2 separate regions of the Mus musculus genome follow, and region 2 is linked to region 1. Evidence: chromatin contacts called from public Hi-C data. All regions are on one chromosome and are shown on one strand. The core of a region is the stretch at or near the end of the contact, and the rest is flanking DNA. Distances in the headings are between cores, read along the strand shown. Region 1 overlaps Mylk (myosin, light polypeptide kinase). Region 2 overlaps Hacd2 (3-hydroxyacyl-CoA dehydratase 2).

Region 1 (5,773 bases), core at 3,062-5,561:
GCTACTGGTTTGCTGTAGATTGCTTTTATCATGTTTAGGTATGGGCCTTGAATTCCTGATCTTTCCAAAACTTTTATCATGAATGGGTGTTGGATCTTGTCAAATGCTTTTTCTGCATCTAACGAGATGATCATGTGGTTTTTGTCTTTGAGTTTGTTTATATAATGGATTACATTGATGGATTTTCGTATATTAAACCATCCCTGCATCCCTGGAATAAAACCTACTTGGTCAGGATGGATGATTGCTTTAATGTGTTCTTGGATTCGGTTAGCGAGAATTTTATTGAGGATTTTTGCATCGATATTCATAAGAGAAATTGGTCTGAAGTTCTCTATCTTTGTTGGATCTTTCTGTGGTTTAGGTATCAGAGTAATAGTGGCTTCATAAAATGAGTTGGGTAGAGTACCTTCTACTTCTATTTTGTGAAATAGTTTGTGCAGAATTGGAATTAGATCTTCTTTGAAGGTCTGATAGAACTCTGCACTAAACCCATCTGGTCCTGGGCTTTTTTTGGTTGGGAGACTATTAATAACTGCTTCTATTTCTTTAGGTGATATGGGACTGTTTAGATGGTCAACTTGATCCTGATTCAACTTTGGTACCTGGTATCTGTCCAGAAATTTGTCCATTTCGTCCAGGTTTTCCAGTTTTGTTGAGTATAGCCTTTTGTAGAAGGATCTGATGGTGTTTTGGATTTCTTCAGGATCTGTTGTTATGTCTCCCTTTTCATTTCTGATTTTGTTAATTAGGATTTTGTCCCTGTGCCCTTTAGTGAGTCTAGCTAAGGGTTTATCTATCTTGTTGATTTTCTCAAAGAACCAACTCCTCGTTTGGTTGATTCTTTGAATAGTTCTTCTTGTTTCCACTTGGTTGATTTCACCCCTGAGTTTGATTATTTCCTGCCGTCTACTCCTCTTGGGTGAATTTGCTTCCTTTTTTCCTAGGGCTTTTAGATGTGTTGTCAAGCTGCTAGTATCTGCTGTCTCCCGTTTCTTCTTGGAGGCACTCAGCGCTATGAGTTTCCCTCTTAGAAATGCTTTCATTGTGTCCCATAGGTTTGGGTACGTTGTGGCTTCATTTTCATTAAACTCTAAAAAGTCTTTAATTTCTTTCTTTATTCCTTCCTTGACCAAGGTATCATTGAGAAGAGTGTTATCAGTTTCCACGTGAATGTTGGCTTTCCATTATTTATGTTGTTATTGAAGATCAGTCTTAGGCCATGGTGGTCTGATAGGATACATGGGACAATTTCAATATTTTTGTATCTATTGAGGCCTGTTTTGTGACCAATTATATGGTCAATTTTGGAGAAGGTCCCGTGAGGTGCTGAGAAGAAGGTATATCCTTTTGTTTTAGGATAAAATGTTCTGTAGATATCTGTCAGGTCCATTTGTTTCATAACTTCTGTTAGTTTCACTGTGTCCCTGTTTAGTTTCTGTTTCCACGATCTGTCCTTTGAAGAAAGTGGTGTGTTGAAGTCTCCCACTATTATTGTGTGAGGTGCAATGTATGCTTTGAGCTTTACTAAAGTGTCTCTAATGAATGTGGCTGCCCTTGCATTTGGTGCGTAGATATTCAGAATTGAGAGTTCCTCTTGGAGGATTTTACCTTTGATGAGTATGAAGTGTCCCTCCTTGTCTTTTTTGATAACTTTGGGTTGGAAGTCGATTTTATCCGATATTAAAATGGCTACTCCAGCTTGTTTCTTCAGTCCATTTGCTTGGAAAATTGTTTTCCAGCCTTTCACTCTGAGGTAGTGTCTGTCTTTTTCCCTGAGATGGGTTTCCTGTAAGCAGCAGAATGTTGGGTCCTGTTTGTGTAGCCAGTCTGTTAGTCTATGTCTTTTTATTGGGGAATTGAGTCCATTGATATTAAGAGATATTAAGGAAAAGTAATTGTTGCTCCCTTTTATTTTTGTTGTTAGAGTTGGCATTCTGTTCTTGTGGCTGTCTTCTTTTTGGTTTGTTGAATGATTACTTTCTTGGTTGTTCTAGGGCGTGATTTCCGTCCTTGTATTGCTTCTTTTCTGTTATTATCCTTTGAAGGGCTGGATTCGTGGAAAGATATTGTGTGAACTTGGTTTTGTCGTGGAATACTTTGGTTTCTCCATCTATGGTAATTGAGAGTTTGGCCGGGTATAGTAGCCTGGGCTGGCATTTGTGTTCTCTTAGTGTCTGTATAACATCTGTCCAGGCTCTTCTGGCTTTCATAGTCTCTGGTGAAAAGTCTGGTGTAATTCTGATAGGCCTTCCTTTATATGTTACTTGACCTTTCTCCCTTACTGCTTTTAATATTCTATCTTTATTTAGTGCATTTGTTGTTCTGATTATTATGTGTCGGGAGGAATTTCTTTTCTGGTCCAGTCTATTTGGAGTTCTGTATGCTTCTTGTATGATCATGGGCATCTCTTTTTTTATGTTTGGGAAGTTTTCTTCTATTATTTTGTTGAAGATATTAGCTGGCCCTTTAAGTTGAAAATCTTCATTCTCATCAATTCCTATTATCCGTAGGTTTGGTCTTCTCATTGTGTCCTGGATTACCTGGATGTTTTGAGTTAGGATCCTTTTGCATTTTGTATTTTCTTTGACTGTTGTGTCGATGTTCTCTATGGAATCTTCTGCACCTGAGATTCTCTCTTCCATTTCTTGTATTCTGTTGCTGATGCTCGCATCTATGGTTCCAGATCTCTTTCCTAGGGTTTCTATCTCCAGCGTTGCCTCGCTTTGGGTTTTCTTTATTGTGTCTACTTCCCCTTTTAGTTCTAGTATGGTTTTGTTCATTTCCATCACCTGTTTGGCTGTGTTTTCCTGCTTTTCTTTAAGAGCCTGTAACTCTTTAGCAGTGCTCTCCTGTAAATCTTTAAGTGACTTATGAAAGTCCTTCTTGATGTCCTCTATCATCATCATGAGAAATGTTTTTAAATCTGGGTCTAGATTTTCGGTTGTGTTGGGGTGCCCAGGACTAGGTGGGGTGGGAGTGCTGCGTTCTGATGATGGTGAGTGGTCTTGATTTCTGTTAGTAGGATTCTTACGTTTGCCTTTCGCCATCTGGTAATCTCTGAAGCTAGCTGTTTTAGTTGTCACTGTTAAGAGCTTGTTCTTCAGGTGACTCTGTTAGCCTCTATGAGCAGACCTGGAGGGTAGCACTCTCCTTAGTTTCAGTGGGCAGAGTATTCTCTGCAGGCAAGCTCTCTTCTTGCAAGGCAGGTACCCAGATATCTGGTGTTCGAACCAGACTCCTGGCAGAAGTTGTGTTCCACTCACTAGAGGTCTTAGGATCACGTGTGGAATCCTGTGTGGGCCCTTGCGGGTGTCAGGCGACTCAGCTGGCAAGGTAGCCGGGGCTCGAGTGGAGTGGAAGGGGTTTGTGCCCCAGATCAAGCCCGGGTAGCCTGCTTCCCTATGTACCGCAGTCTCAAGTTCCACGCGATTGGATTGGGGTAGGCGCTGTGTTCCACTCACCAAAGGTCTTAGGGTCCCGTGGGGAGTCCCGTGTGGGCCCTTGCGGGTGTTGGGCAAGACTCTGCTGTCAAGGTAGCCCGGGGCTCGAGTCTCGAGTCGAGCGGAAGGGACTTGTGCCCCAGATCAGGCCCGGGTAGCCTGCTTCCCTATGTACCGCAGTCTCGAGTTCCGTGCGATTGGATTGGGGCAGGCACTGTGATCCACTCACCAGAGGTCTTAGGGTCCCGTGGGGAGTCCTGTGTGGACCCTTGCGGGTGTTGGGCAAGACTCTGCTGGCAAGGTAGCCCGGGGCTCGAGTCTCGAGTCGAGCGGAAGCCAGTCAGTTCTTTTAACCACTGAGAACTCAGGACCTCTGGAAGAACAGTCAGTTCTTTTAACCACTGAGCCATCGCTCTAGCCCCGGTCCTCAAAGTTTAAAGTGTTTTTAGATTCACATTGTGGAAGGTTTGAACTTTGAAAATCCAGCTGGCAGGTCTCTTAGAGTAGAGATTCATCTGTGTGTGTGCATGTGTGTGTGTGTGTGTGTGTGTGTGTGTCCTCTGTCACTTTGAACCTTGGACTTAGAACAGGGCTCAAGCCACACTTGGAAAACACATATGACTCTTGGCTGTTTGATTCATTCCTGGAATTGTAAAAAAAAAAAAAAAACAATTAAAATAACTTCAGATGGAAATATTCCCACCATGGACCTGTAGTTTCTACAGATTTGAACCATGCAATAAGCCCGTGTAATTAGTGATGGTATGTAAAAAGAGGAGAGCTGGAACACAGTCACACCCAGAAAGGAGGGAGAAGGCATTCCCAGGATCATCAGGATAGCAGAGGTCAAATGTCAAAAGTAGATGGGAGAGGCCTGAGTCACAAGGAGAGAAGGCAGGCCTGGGTGTGAGCGCCATAGCCCTAGGAAGCTTTGTGACCCTGGAAGGCCCCTTTTCAGTTGTACTGCAGGCATCAATGCCTTTCCTCCCTAAGGATGGAGGTAGGCAAGACACAGCCAGCTGTTGAGGAAGCCCAGGGCACAGGACAATGGGCTGTTTGCCTTGCAAGGCTTGAGATAACTGGTTGGTCACCAGGTGGGTGAGCTGGGACCTAAGAGGGCCTATCTGTTGTTTCCCTTCACAGGGCCGAACTTGGCACAGACAGCCCCTTCATTCTCTAGTGTTCTGAAGGACAGTGTTGTCATTGAGGGCCAGGATTTTGTGCTACGGTGCTCAGTGCAGGGGACTCCAGCACCCCGGGTCACGTGGCTGCTCAATGGTGAGTTTCCCCTTGCTCCAGTCCCTGTGCAACTGAGTTCACTTGTCACTCCGAACCATATGTGCCTCAGAAGGGCAGAGAAGGGAAGACGTGGGAACTGGCTCGGCTGTTTGCTAGCTGGCCTGGCTCATCTGCTCTTTGGGAATACTGCTGCCAGCCTGGCAGGGCAGCTAGGAGAACTCACTTCCTTCACATGTATAAAGTGGGAGGGTGAGATACCTGCCCAAAGATACGTATGCAGCTCAATTTCATATCTTATGATTAGACTCCTAAGAGAGCATCGATAGGCGTTTATTGAGTTGATAAATGAACATGCAGATGGATAACCCAGTGACCCACGTTAGAAAGTAGCCAAGGAATTTGACCTTTTATCGAGGGGCAGGTGGATCTAGAATAAAAACTAGTGATTCATTATGATGTTAATTGTAATTCTATAATTAAGTAAAGCTCTCTGACTTTTGTTTTGTTTTTGAGACAGGGTCTCTCTATGTAGCCCTGGTTGTCCTGAAATTTACTGTGTAGAAGAGGCTAGCCATGAACTCAGAGATATCTGCCTGCCTCTGCTTCCAAGTGCTGGGATTAAAAGTGTGTCCCATCACTGCCTGGCATAAGTAATAACTCTTTGAAAAAATAATTAACAAATATTCTCACCCTTCTCCTCTTTTGAGGGTCTTCTAATTTTTAATTTTTAATTTAAATTTAAGTGTGGGAGACTGACTTTAAAACTGGGAACAGTCTGTTCAGTGGGCATAGCTGGGCAGAGGCTGTTGGTAAGAAACCTTAGGGACCTGCTAAGAGGGGACTCTCCAGCCCAGAGTCATCAGATAACTGATCTTCTGATTTGGAGGCAGAGAGCTTGTGATCTTAGCCAGTTCTTGCATCTTACAGCACAAGCCTCATAAGAGGCAGCACCCACCGCTTGTCACCAAGTAGTCCCCAGGTGTGTCATCGTCCTGACCCTTTGCTGTAAGCCTCGGTATCACCACAGTTCTTTCAGGCTTTGCCAGGGAGTGAGTGCGAGCACGTGTTGTACGAACTCCCTCCAGTTAGCT
Region 2 (5,593 bases), core at 513-3,012, 200 kb after region 1:
AATGCTAGCTTTGAGTCTTTGTACCAACTTTCATCTGCTGCCAGAGGAAGCCTCTCTGATGATGGCAAGGCGCTGATCTATGAGTGTAGAGAATATCATTAGTAATCATTTCATTCTTTGTGTTGTTGTTTGGCCCATTGTGTTTGGTTCTGCCCTAAGTCTCTGGACTGTCCAGTATCTAGTTCCTGGCCATCCATGCTGTGGGTTCTCTCAAGTTAAACCAGACACTGCTTAGCCACTCCCACAAGTTCTGTGCTACCATTGCCCCAGCACATCCAAGGCACTGCACAGGACACCCTGCCAGCTCCCACTCAGCTCACCCATTCTCTGTGGAATTCTTCTTTGGTCCTGGACTCTGGATTTAAGTCCAAGGCCCAGAATCCTGCAGCTTTAGAAGGTAGCAGGTATTCTTGGCCAGCTGCTTTGTTAGGTTGGTTTTCTGATTTCAGATCAACACCAACATCTTATTCCTTTTTCTTTTATCCATTAGTCTCATATTAATGGTGTCCTTCTTACATACTTTAACGTACATGCTCTGTTTCCTGTCCTAGGCTAAGCTCTGCTAGTTAGTGCAAGTGTTCTTTTGACAGACTCCGCCTCCTAGTTGAGGTCTGATGTATTTAGAGTGTTACAGAATTGTAGTAGTAACTGGCTGAGCGTGAGTTTTATACCCTCATACCCTGTTGGCTCCCATCTCTTGGGTTCATAAGCCACAGTATTCTCTAGTCTGTACTGAAGTCATTTTTCTATTGAATTATAGAAAACTTTATATTTCTTTCTGTTGACTTTGACATAATTAGGTTTTTAACTTATTTTTATTGTGGTGAAATATATATGACATTGACCATTTTGGTCATTTTTGAGTGTACAATACAGTTTTACTTTAAGTGCATTCCCATGATTGCCTTCCATCCGCATCATTTTCTTCAACTTGCCAAACTGAGACTCTACCAGTTAAGCAGCAGTTCCCCTCCCCCCCACCCCCTCCCCCTCCTGCCCAGCTCCTAGCAACCTTCTGTCTTTATTTTTCTCATCTATGTAGCGACCACTCACATGCTGCATGTGAGTGGAGTCAAACAGCATTTGTCCTTTGCAAATGGCAAATTTAACTGATGATAATCTTCAAAGTTCATTCATCCATGTTCTAACATGCGTAAGAGTTTTCTTAAGGCTTAATAATATTTCATATTATGTGTGTGCGCATACATGCATGCAGTTGTGGATCCTTGGCTTTTGTCCACCTTTTGACTGTCATGACTAATACTGTTGTGACATGACTTACAGACACCAATTCAGGTCTTGTTGGTCCCCTTGTTGATTTTAACCCATTATATTTTACCTTTGTTCTTTGTTATTGAATAATTTCTACAAATCAGAAAAATTTACCTCTGACTATCCAAATCTCTTCTTGTTTTAATTTTAATTTTATGTATATGGGTGTTTTACCTGCATGTATGTTTGTGTACCATGTGTGTCACTGGTGACAACAGAGGACAAAAAATGGCATCAGATCCTCTGAAACTGGAGTTAAGGATGATTGTGAGCCACAATGTAGGTGCTTGGAATTGAGCCTAGGTTCTCTAGAAATGCTCTTAACATCTAAGCTGTCTTTCTACCTCTCCAAATCCCATGTTGATCACAAGGATGTATTATTGATCTACAGTTAATAATTGTCCAACATGGCCATTTTCCTAATCCTGACCTTTGAAAGAGTTAAGTGTAAATAAAGAGTAAAGTGTAAAAACTGTCCGTTCCTTCAGATGCCTGCTTGGCTGGGTCAGAAGCGAGAACTTTGAAGTTTACCTGCTTGTTGACTACCTGTCTATGTGTAGGCCACTAAGATGATACAAACCAATATTAGGTATAAAGAGAACGGAACTGGGTCTTTAGAGTGAGCCCAGTCAGTTGGATCCCTTTGCTTCACAGATAGTTGCAAAACTTTGTCCTGTGGAAAGCATCAGGTGCTTTGGGGAAACAAAAGATGAGTTTACACACTCAGTTTCCAAGGTGAGCTAGAGTACAGAACACTGGAGGAGCTGCCTATAGGAAGCCTTTAAGAGGTTTTAGCCACAGCTGTAAAAAATAATACTGATAAAATAAATCTATAAAAAACATACATCACTGTCAGATAATGAGGGTTACAAAGTCCATGAAAAGCAACATATCCGATAAACGTAGATTTTGGTATCCGATAGGCTTTAAGCAAAGCTTCATGGGCAGACTGGAGCCCTCAGTGTGAGCTTTAATGGTACTTAGCTCTGGCCTTAAAGCAGAAAGTACTCCTGCTCTTGACAGGATGAAATTCTTATTATTTTTAGAGAATAGTAACCATGCATTTATGAAGTTCTTTGTCAGGGCAATTTAGTTAATAGCTATGTAAATGACTACTTATTTCACTGTGTAGGTGGATCACTCCATGTACACTTTCTGAGAAAGAATGCAAGTGCTAAAAACTGTTGGCTCTGCAGATGGAGAGAAGCAAAAGTGAAGGCAGGGTTGCTACACCCTTGTCACTACAGGTTGGGATGAGACAGAGAAATCAGCACATAGTAGTCTGCTCGGTTTACTGAGTAGGACTTTAACTCACAGCCAACTCACCAACCATGTAGGACAGGGGAAACAGGTGAATCGCAGTGCAAGCTTGTCTGTTGGGTTTTGCTCACAAAGGATCTTTATAAACTCATAGTGGGGTGGAGGGGTGCTGGAGTCTGTATTACAGCCATAAATTCCCCTGGAACAGCACCTATCAAACACATAAGGGAACTTGACCAAGGTTACCATTTCTCTAGCGTAAGGCAGTCAGTGTCAAAGTCGTTCTGGTCTAGCTGCCTTGTGTGAGCGAGCAGGCCTCTTGTCTCCTCAAGAGGGTACCTGCTTGGTATATGGCCTGTGCCTCTTCTTTCCTGAGCTCACCCTACCCACCATGCTTGAATCCTCACATTTGTGTTCTGGAAGTGTCCTCAGATTCCCCGCTGTCACACTAATTGCACACAGATTCTTGGTGATGATCCCAAGCCTCCCACCCGCTTGTCCTCCTAGCCTCCTCTCCCTACCTACTTCTGACTCCTCCACCTCACTTTTCCCTTATCAGAGCAGCAAAGAAACTTGGTGTGTTTCTCTCTTGCTGAGGTATCCTGCTCATCCAGTTCCCTTCCTTGCTGCTCCCACTGATCCACAAACGGAGTCTCCTGTCACGTGCCTCCATAGAACTGTTGGAGGTGCCTTGTCTTTGATCAGCAAGCCCTTTCTAAGCTGTGCTGCAGCCATTTGAGGACAAGGATGGGTGGCTGTGGCCGGGCAGCCCTGCAGGCAGTGCACATTATAAAATGCCTCTTGTGCATGTTCCTTTGTTTGTTCTTACATCTTTTTTCTTCTCCTCCAGGTGCAGAGTGAAGACAGTGTACTTCTGTTTGTCATTGCCTGGACAATCACGGAAATTATCCGTTACTCCTTTTACACATTCAGTCTATTAAACCATCTGCCTTATATCATCAAATGGGCCAGGTAAAGAAGTGCATACAGCAAGTACTAACTTTGTAAGAACCCACACCATATCTGCCTTTTATTGCCTGACTATTGCCTCCAACTTCCCAAAACTGAAATTGGATGAGATGGGGATTTCACCAGAAAGGTCTTGACTTTTATCTGTAGAAACACTGTTCTAAAGTCTTCATATTTTACTTAGATTATTTTTCTTGAACTCTGTTCTTTTCAGTTAAGTTACTCAACAGAGACTTATTATATTATCTGTTTTTGTCCTTACTCAGTTTAGCTGATGAACTTGTCCCCTTGTGGTCCGTGTCTACATCTCCTAGTCTTGTTTTGTCAAGAAACTATGACATGTGAGGTTATTTTACTTAATAGCAAACATTACATGGTTTTCTCAGCTTATAAATTTTATTTTGCTTTGATTATTTTTACCAGTAATATTCATTAAGAATCAGGCATGTGAGGCTGGAGAGATGGCTCAGCAGTTAAGAGCACTGACTGTTCTTCCAGAGGACCTGAGTTCAATTCCCAGCACCTACATGGTGGCTCACAACCATCTGTAATGGGACTCAATGCCCTCTTCGGCTGTGTCTGAAGATAGCTACGGTGTACTTACTTACATTAAAGGAAAAAAACAAAGAATGAATGAATTCAGGCATGGTGATTCACCCTTTTATAATCCCAGAACTTGGAAGGCTGAGGCAGGAAAATTGCCACAATTTCTGGCCCCAGAATGAGACTCTGGTCTCAACAACAATAATGAAATTTAATTGTGACTTAGACAAAAGGCTGATGGCACATCTGTTTATCCAGTTGTGATTTTGTGCATGAGGAACTGTGGGGTGAGGATGACAGAGCAGAAAGGTCCAGGCTGACTTTGGAGCTAAGACACCTCATTTCCTAAAAAGAAAACAGTTGTTACTACACAGTTTGAGTTTAGCGATTGAATTAGGAATGGAATCCAGTGTCTAGCATTTCAAGGATATGAGCCTTTTGTTTTTTTTTTAATAGACTATATTTAGGAGGAAAAGAAGGGAAAAGTAACAGCTTCCAACCAGCCTGCACGGCCATCATGAAGGCTGTCCGTCTGTGGGGACACTTGTTGCACTTGTTGGCCTAGATTTGGCTTTGTTCTCAGAGAATTCTTTGGCTTATTTTTCTCTGTGGTCTATGGACAGTTCTTCTCCACTGCCCTGCCTAATGATCTAGGTTGGCAACAGGGAAAATGACTTGTTTCTGGGCAGATTCTTGTGCCTGGAAGCTTAATCCAGGTTAATTTTGAGCCGTAAATGGCTACAGTTTCTTGAATTTGAGCTGAGACAATTTCCACAGGGATGATGGTGCCTCATGTATGTACATGTTTGGTCTGCAGGTATCTGTATCCACGAACATGCCCGCTGCCTGCAGAGGCCAGAAGACCTTTTAGTGGCTGTGAGCAACCACATGTGTGCTTAGGAATTGAACCCTGGTCCTCTGCAAGAGCAACGAGTGCTTTTAACCACTGAGCCCTCTCTCCTGTTCCCTCTGAATTCTTTTAAAAGAGATAAAAACTTTTTAAAATGAAAATAATTGTGTGAACACCTCATGAAATAGTAATTTATCTGTGTGGGTTTGTTTGTAAAATTCAAAGCTATTAGGAATTTTCTAATGTTAAAATTAGTCAAGATTTTATTTTCACAGTAGTTTGTATGGGCATTTTGGAAGTAGCAGAATGTAGCTGTGTAATGTACTGTTTCCTTCAGTCTGCATGCAGCTTGGCGTGCCTTAGGGATTCCTGGATGGCTGCTCCATCTCCTTCCTCTCCGTCCCCACAGGGAAGGAAGGCCCTTGTTAGAGTTTAATGCCCCTACTCTACCGTTCTAAAGCTGCATGTTCTGAAGGAGCCAGGTTTCGAAGCTGACTGACAGTTACTTTGCTTTAGAACATTTGGAAACATTTGGGAACCTACAATGGCCGCTTTCAAAAACTGGCATATAAAGGCTAAATAAAAACGGGGAATGGAGCTGCAGACACAAGCTTTCTGAGAAGGCGGTGCTTGTAAATATGGCTCTGAGCGCTCAGTGAGGGCTCTGTTCTGTTTCAGGTACACACTTTTCATCGTGCT

Evidence for each region. A called contact is a pair of places that touch in the nucleus more often than the background predicts.
Region 2: a contact with region 1 is called in a Hi-C map of liver, with 3 times the contacts expected there. The contact joins two enhancer-like sites. A contact is called at or near these places in 11 of 484 Hi-C or Micro-C datasets (bone marrow-derived macrophages, cerebellum, cortical neurons and 4 more).

The regions. Positions count from the first base shown.
Region 1 is chr16:34,890,225-34,895,997 of GRCm38.p6, forward strand. Mylk (myosin, light polypeptide kinase) reads left to right here. Exons shown (of 32, transcript NM_139300.3): 10 at 4,587-4,721. Among named protein-coding and RNA genes, the nearest start is that of 1700119H24Rik, 46 kb to the right of the region's middle. Within about 2 kb of position 4,312, at least 5 of the 459 cell types and tissues checked have an H3K27ac peak or open chromatin away from gene starts, as enhancers often do. A contact at or near this core is called in liver, where this site is marked.
Region 2 is chr16:35,096,374-35,101,966 of GRCm38.p6, forward strand. Hacd2 (3-hydroxyacyl-CoA dehydratase 2) reads left to right here. Exons shown (of 7, transcript NM_023587.2): 5 at 3,383-3,504; 6 at 5,573-5,593. Among named protein-coding and RNA genes, the nearest start is that of Adcy5, 56 kb to the right of the region's middle. Within about 2 kb of position 1,763, at least 3 of the 459 cell types and tissues checked have an H3K27ac peak or open chromatin away from gene starts, as enhancers often do. A contact at or near this core is called in liver, where this site is marked.